Linked DNA regions of Mus musculus: region 2 is linked to region 1. Evidence: chromatin contacts called from public HiChIP or PLAC-seq data. All regions are on one chromosome and are shown on one strand. The core of a region is the stretch at or near the end of the contact, and the rest is flanking DNA. Distances in the headings are between cores, read along the strand shown. Region 1 overlaps Mast4 (microtubule associated serine/threonine kinase family member 4). Region 2 overlaps Mast4 (microtubule associated serine/threonine kinase family member 4).

The links. HiChIP or PLAC-seq counts read pairs in DNA pulled down with a chosen protein or histone mark.
Region 2: an H3K27ac HiChIP or PLAC-seq map of heart atrium shows a contact between it and region 1, with 5 read pairs. The contact joins two enhancer-like sites. A contact is called at or near these places in 3 of 484 Hi-C or Micro-C datasets (embryonic fibroblasts, embryonic stem cells and nephron progenitors), 2 of 115 datasets of contacts at active chromatin or transcription factors (heart atrium and neural progenitor cells) and 1 of 9 other capture datasets (pancreatic islet).

The regions. Positions count from the first base shown.
Region 1 is chr13:103,013,437-103,016,672 of GRCm38.p6, reverse strand. All of the region lies in intron 4 of Mast4 (microtubule associated serine/threonine kinase family member 4), which reads left to right. Among named protein-coding and RNA genes, the nearest start is that of Gm30050, 82 kb to the left of the region's middle. Within about 2 kb of position 1,947, at least 32 of the 459 cell types and tissues checked have an H3K27ac peak or open chromatin away from gene starts, as enhancers often do. A contact at or near this core is called in heart atrium, where this site is marked.
Region 2 is chr13:103,084,469-103,087,448 of GRCm38.p6, reverse strand. The region is part of intron 3 of Mast4 (microtubule associated serine/threonine kinase family member 4); the gene reads left to right. Among named protein-coding and RNA genes, the nearest start is that of Gm30050, 11 kb to the left of the region's middle. Within about 2 kb of position 1,543, at least 12 of the 459 cell types and tissues checked have an H3K27ac peak or open chromatin away from gene starts, as enhancers often do. A contact at or near this core is called in heart atrium, where this site is marked.

The DNA of each region.
Region 1 (3,236 bases), core at 698-3,197:
TCAGGGAAATGCAAATCAAAACAACCCTGAGATTCCACCTCACACCAGTCAGAATGGCTAAGATCAAAAATTCAGGTGACAGCAGATGCTGGCGAGGATGTGGAGAAAGAGGAACACTCCTCCATTGTTGGTGGGAGTGCAGGCTTGTACAACCACTCTGGAAATCAGTCTGGCGGTTCCTCAGAAAACTGGACATAGTACTACCGGAGGATCCAGCAATACCTCTCCTGGGCATATATCCAGAAGATGCCCCAACAGGTAAGAAGGACACATGCTCCACTATGTTCATAGCAGCCTTATTTATAATAGCCAGAAGCTGGAAAGAACCTAGATGCCCCTCAACAGAGGAATGGATACAGAAAATGTGGTACATCTACACAATGGAGTACTACTCAGCTATTAAAAAGAGTGAATTTATGAAATTCCTAGCCAAATGGATGGACCTGGAGGGCATCATCCTGAGTGAGGTAACACATTCACAAAGAAACTCACACAATATGTATTCACTGATAAGTGGATATTAGCCCCAAACCTAGGATACCCAAGATATAAGATATAATTTGCTAAACACATGAAACTCAAGGAGAATGAAGACTGAAGTGTGGACACTATGCCCCTCCTTAGATTTGTAATTTAATTTATATGTAGCTGTTGGGTTAGCCAAAAATCTACCAAGTAGGTAGCAGAAGTAATCCTTTCCTCCTCCTCCCTCTCCCCTCCTCCTCCTCCTCCCTCTCCCCTCCTCCTCCTCCTCCTCCTCCTCCCCCTCCCCCCTCCTCCTCCTCCTCCTCCCCCTCCCCCTCCTCCTCTTCCTCCTCCTCTTTTTCCCTCTTCCTCCTCCTCCTCCTCCTCCTCTTCAAAAGCCTTATTTTATTTTTTATGTGTATGAGTGTTTTGCCTATATGCCTGTGTATATGCCCGTGTCTGGTGCCCATGGAGGACAGAAGAGGGCATCAGATTCCCTGGGACAGGAGTTCCAGGTGGTTGTGGACCTCTGTGTGGGTGCCAGGAACTGATCTCAGGTCTTTCCTAAGAACACAAGTGCTCTTCACCAACTCTCCAGCCCTGAGGAAGTACTCCTAAAGCCACATCATTTTAGTAAGCATTTTCTGAGAGCCTGTTTTGTTAGATTTCTGAGAGCAGGCCGAGAGACTCGTGGATTTGGGTAGGACTTATACTGTACTTGCATTGGTCAACCTGGATAACCAGAGGCTTCTGTCTGTATAATGGAGACAGACACACTGCCATTATTGTCACCAGAATGTGGGAGCCCCAGTGCTTAGTGGCTCCTTTCCCGGAATAATCAGTTCCTCCACAGGACATTTTGAGGTCACTTCTTTGAACTGTGGTGTGAGACAGATAAGTGTTGAGAAAAATGGAAACATTGAGTCATAGGATCCAAAGCTGGGGAAATCTCTGAGAGAAACTTTATTTAAACTTGCTTTTTTTTTGATCAGTGATGAACTAACAATGTAGAAGGTCAGGGGCCTGTTGGGCTCAACCAGTAAAATTGATTCTGAAACATGAGCAGAATTTGGGGTACCCAACTACCAAGGACTGCGGTGTGATCTTTTGATCTTGAGGCCAGCATGCTTGAGTCTTAGCCAGACCATAGATATTTGTTCTGTATGTATAAAGCTTGACATCTAACTCCACTCTGTGGACCAAGCAATGGGTAAGCTTCACAGCACGCCCCCTTCACCCATTTGGAATATTCCGGAGTGTCAGACAAGTTCTTAAAAGTTTCCACTTCCTCCTGCAGCTGAGGGAAAGCATCCAGCATCCACCAGGAACAAAGTGTACCCCAGACTGATAGCGAGGTCAGCGCTAGCTGCCCCAGTCGGGGATCTAGTGTCCAGCTGTGGTAACTGGCAGCCCCTGTATATAGTCATCATCTCACTAGACATGTGAGCAGTCCTCTGAATTCACTATTGTTCTCCTTTACCCCATTGTGTAGAAGCAAATTAGGCCCTTGGATGCACAGGCAGGAGCCAGGGAGAAGCGGGCTTCCCTCATGACTGTGAGTGTCTCTTGAGGAGGCTTCAAATCCTTGTTCCTTATTCTCTGTGATGGCCAGGGAAAATCAAGTACTTTGGGGGTTTCTTTCTCTTCTTTTGTGTAGTCTCCTCTGAGATTTGGCTGGGATTTTTTTTTTTCATAAGTCTATACCTACTTTGTCTTTTAACCTATTGTTATGCAAAGTCACTTCTTCTGGGTGAAACTGAGGCCATTCTTGTACTTACACACTAGAATGTAAGGCATGCCCACGGAGCCCTTATTACTCCACACTCCTTCCTAGAGGCCCTCCAGGCCTGGATTCCCCTCCCACAACATTTTCCCAGAGAACATTTTCTATCATTAGGAAATTCTGCACAGATAGGCATAACATAAGTGAGAAGAAAAGGTTTGATCTACCATATAAATTTGATTACCATATAGATATAAATAGATAGCATCTCACATAGGAAGTATTTTTTTAATATCTTAGAATGAAAAGTCTTTATGTGTATCTGTGAGTGCATGCATTTTTATACATGGGATACTGGGTGTGTGTGTGTGAGAGAGAGAGAGACAGAGAGACAGAGACAGAGACTGAGAGACAGAGAGACAAAGACAGAGACAGAGAGACAGACAGAGACAGAGAGACAGAGAGAGACAGAGAGAGACAGAGAGAACATGTATATATAGACCAGAGATACATGGAAAGCTTTTTTCTCTCAGACTTTTCCTTATTTTTTGAGACAAGATTCTCTTATTGAAAATGGAACACATAGAGATCTCTGGGCTGGCTAGTCAGCAAGGCCCTCAGATCCACTAACCAGTGCTGGGAATACAGGTGCCCAATACTGCTTTAGGCTTTTATGTGAGTGCTGGTGACATGAACTCAAGTTTCTATGCTTACAGAGCAAGCTCTTTACCAGCTGAGCTGGTATGCCTCCAGTCCCTAGGTTGGAAATTCTAGTAATAAATTTAGATGTGTGTATAGAATTTAGGGAAATGTTTTTTGAAATGCCTGTAACATAGTAATATAGTATTTGAGTATCTCGTAGTTACTTTCATGGAAATATTCTTGCTTTTTTAAAACACATATGCACACACACACACACACACACACACACAAAGAGAGAGAGAGAGAGAGAGAGAGAGAGAGAGAGAGAGATGCACACCAAACCAAACCTGTTATGTTAAACTGTTAAACTCTGGGGATTGCTCAGTTGGTAGACCAGTTGGCTGAC
Region 2 (2,980 bases), core at 294-2,793, 71 kb before region 1:
ATATTGCCTGAAACAGTGAGTGATTTTAAAACCTAAGTGAGATTACATCAAAATCCACTGAAATTCTTGTTCCATTTGAATGGAATATCTGTAATTGAAGATAAAGGATTCACCTTAAAAAGGCACTGGATACAAGGGACCATTTTAATCAGTTTTCTGACGCTCTTTCCAATTTCTTTTGGCACCCGTGAACATGTACACAAAGCCATTAAGTCACATTGATAATACAAATACTAAACTCGTCTTTTGGAGAGGCCAATACGTGAGAATACTGGCTTTATTTTATTAGCAGTACTTGCCCAGTTTTATTTGTTGAGAACACACACATCCTCAGGGAAGCTGTAGCAACATACAGATTTTTGTCAGAAGTTCAAAATGACCGAAGAAAGTGCTAGCAGACTAATAATTCTAAAACCTTGATGCTCCAAGTTAGAAGTAGGTCTGCATGGGGGACTGGAGAGTTGGCTGAAGAGTTCAGAGCCTACTGTTCTTGTGCAGGACCCCAGTTTGGCTCCCAGCACCCACACCGGGTGGCTTACACACCTGTAACTCCGGCTCCAGGAAATCTGACTCCCACTTCTGGCCTCTATAGGTGCCTGTGCTCATTTGCACAAACCCACATCCACTTACATAGAGACGCATAACTAAAAATCAAATATGTTGTTAAGAGAAATAAGCCGGGGCTGGAGAGATGGCTCAACGGTCAAGAGCACCCGACTGTTCTTCCAGAGGTCCTGAGTTCAATTCCCAGCAACCACATGGTGGCTCACAACCATCTGTAATGGGATATGATGCCCTCTTCTGGTGTGTCCGAGGACAGCAACAGTGTACTCATGTGCATAAAATAAGTAAATAAATAAATAAAAATTTTAAAAAAGAGAGAAATAAGCCTAGATTTACTTCATCTTGTGATTTTTTAATCATATATTTTTAATGAAGCACTAATAGTTTCATAGCTTCGTATGATATATTCTCTGTTTTAGCATTACTGTGGAGATAAATTGAATAATACGATTGACACTATTTGCAGTTTTCCATTAAAACCTTACTCTTTCTATTAATGGTAAAGCTCACAATTCATTTCTTAGGGTGTACGGTAGCCTAACTGTGAGACACATTTTGGTAAGCTGAGTCATATCTGATGATGTGTGAGAGTAGATTATTTTTATTATACATCCCATCCCCCTGTAGGTAGAACTCAGTACACATTTCCTTCATGTGGCCTCATGGTCAGCAGGGGTACTTTCTCCTGGCTGGACTCTCAACTTACCTGTGTCACTTGGGTTCATCTATATGTCTCAGACAGCTGAGGTCTTGGAGCATGCTGGCTTGGGCAGCGTCACAGAGCTGTCTCTGGGGAGCCTGGCCAGAACAGCAACTGCCCATTAAGCCTGGGCCCAAGTGCCTGGAGTCAGAACTGGCCGGCTCACACTGTCTTTGTGTAAGCACTGACTTCTGCAGTCTGGGTTGCAGTGTATGATAGCAGTAGAGACTCACGCACAGGGCAGGCTTCTGTGTGGCTGAGAGCAGCGGCTGCAAGGTCACCCAGCCTCCTGTCTGGTCTGAGTGTTGCTGCCATGTATTGGCGCCAACCCCTGTAGGCACGGTGCTCCTTTGAAGCTTTGCTTTTGTTATCGGCAAGATATAGTTCTTAACTCAGAAGGGTGTTGTAAAAACAAGTGTGACGTGTGCGTGTAAATCACCTTGGCTGGTGTCAAGGACGTGAGGAGGACATCCTAAGTTCTGGAGTTGTGGCTCTGGCTGCTGCTGTATGTGCAAGCTTCCAGCGTATGTATGCCTCATGCATGGCTCCGCAGCAGGTGGCTCTGGAGCACAGCTTCCGTTTGTTGGGGGTTCTGTTTCCTCTGCTATATGGAAGCAGCCACGTTTACGCAGCTAGGAAATCATGAGGACTTAAAGCAGGCAGCTTTCTGTGCCAGCACTCTGGGCTGCTGTAACAAAACGACAGTACAGTCATTTCCCACAGGCTGATGGAGAGTCCGAAACCAAGGTGCCTACAGACTTTGTATCTACCATCTCTTTCTACTTACCTGGCTGGATGCTTAGGAGAGAGATACTCTGTCTTTCATTTCAGTCAAGACACTGGGCTCATCCTCAACACCCTACCCCATTGTCAAAGCCAGCCTTAATTATCACCCAAAGGCCCACCTATAAATATCACACTGGGAGTAAAGGCTTTGGCGTGCGAGTGCCTGGGAGGGGGAGGGGTTACACACGTTTAGACCACAGCACTAATCATGGTGTGTGAGTGGACCCTTAGTAAAATGAGGTTGATAGTGCTTACTATTCGTACATTCCCTTGTTCCTGATATATTCTCATTTCTTTATAAACTCTCATATATTCAATTCTGTTTGTTTGTATTTTAGTTCTTAGGTTCCTGCCATGAGCCAAACCTTACACCTCCTCCTCTGGGCTTCATGATGTCTAATTACCCTGTTTTTATTAAAAGGACGTACAAAGGACTAGGGAAGGCAGGAAGAACAGTACATGGCGCCACTTGGAAGGGCCCACGCAGAGACAGTTACACAGAATACCTAGCAATGGGCCTCTCTGGGCTTTCCAAAAAATTCGTGATGAAGGGAGCTCAGGAAGGGTCAAGGGGAACTGTCCTGGAGTCCATCAAGTCACCTCATCACAGCAGCCTCATCCCATGACACAAGCTAACCCGGGGGTGGGTCCCACGGTGCTCCTGTGTCCAGCTTGTCCCTTTGAACCTGCTGTATGTAGTGGCGACTGCATTGAAATGAGTTTCATTTTAGAGACATAGATTGACCAGCTTTCCTTTCTACCAGACTACTGGCCTCAGTCTTCATATTTTCATGTTCCTTTCTTGTCTGCTACTTTGGTGCATGTGTGCTTGTGTGCGAGCATGCCTCGTGTGTGTGTATGTGTGTGTGTGTGTGTGTGTGTGTGTTTGTGTTTCCTGGCCATAGAAGCTGTGCCCGCACTTTGTGTCTC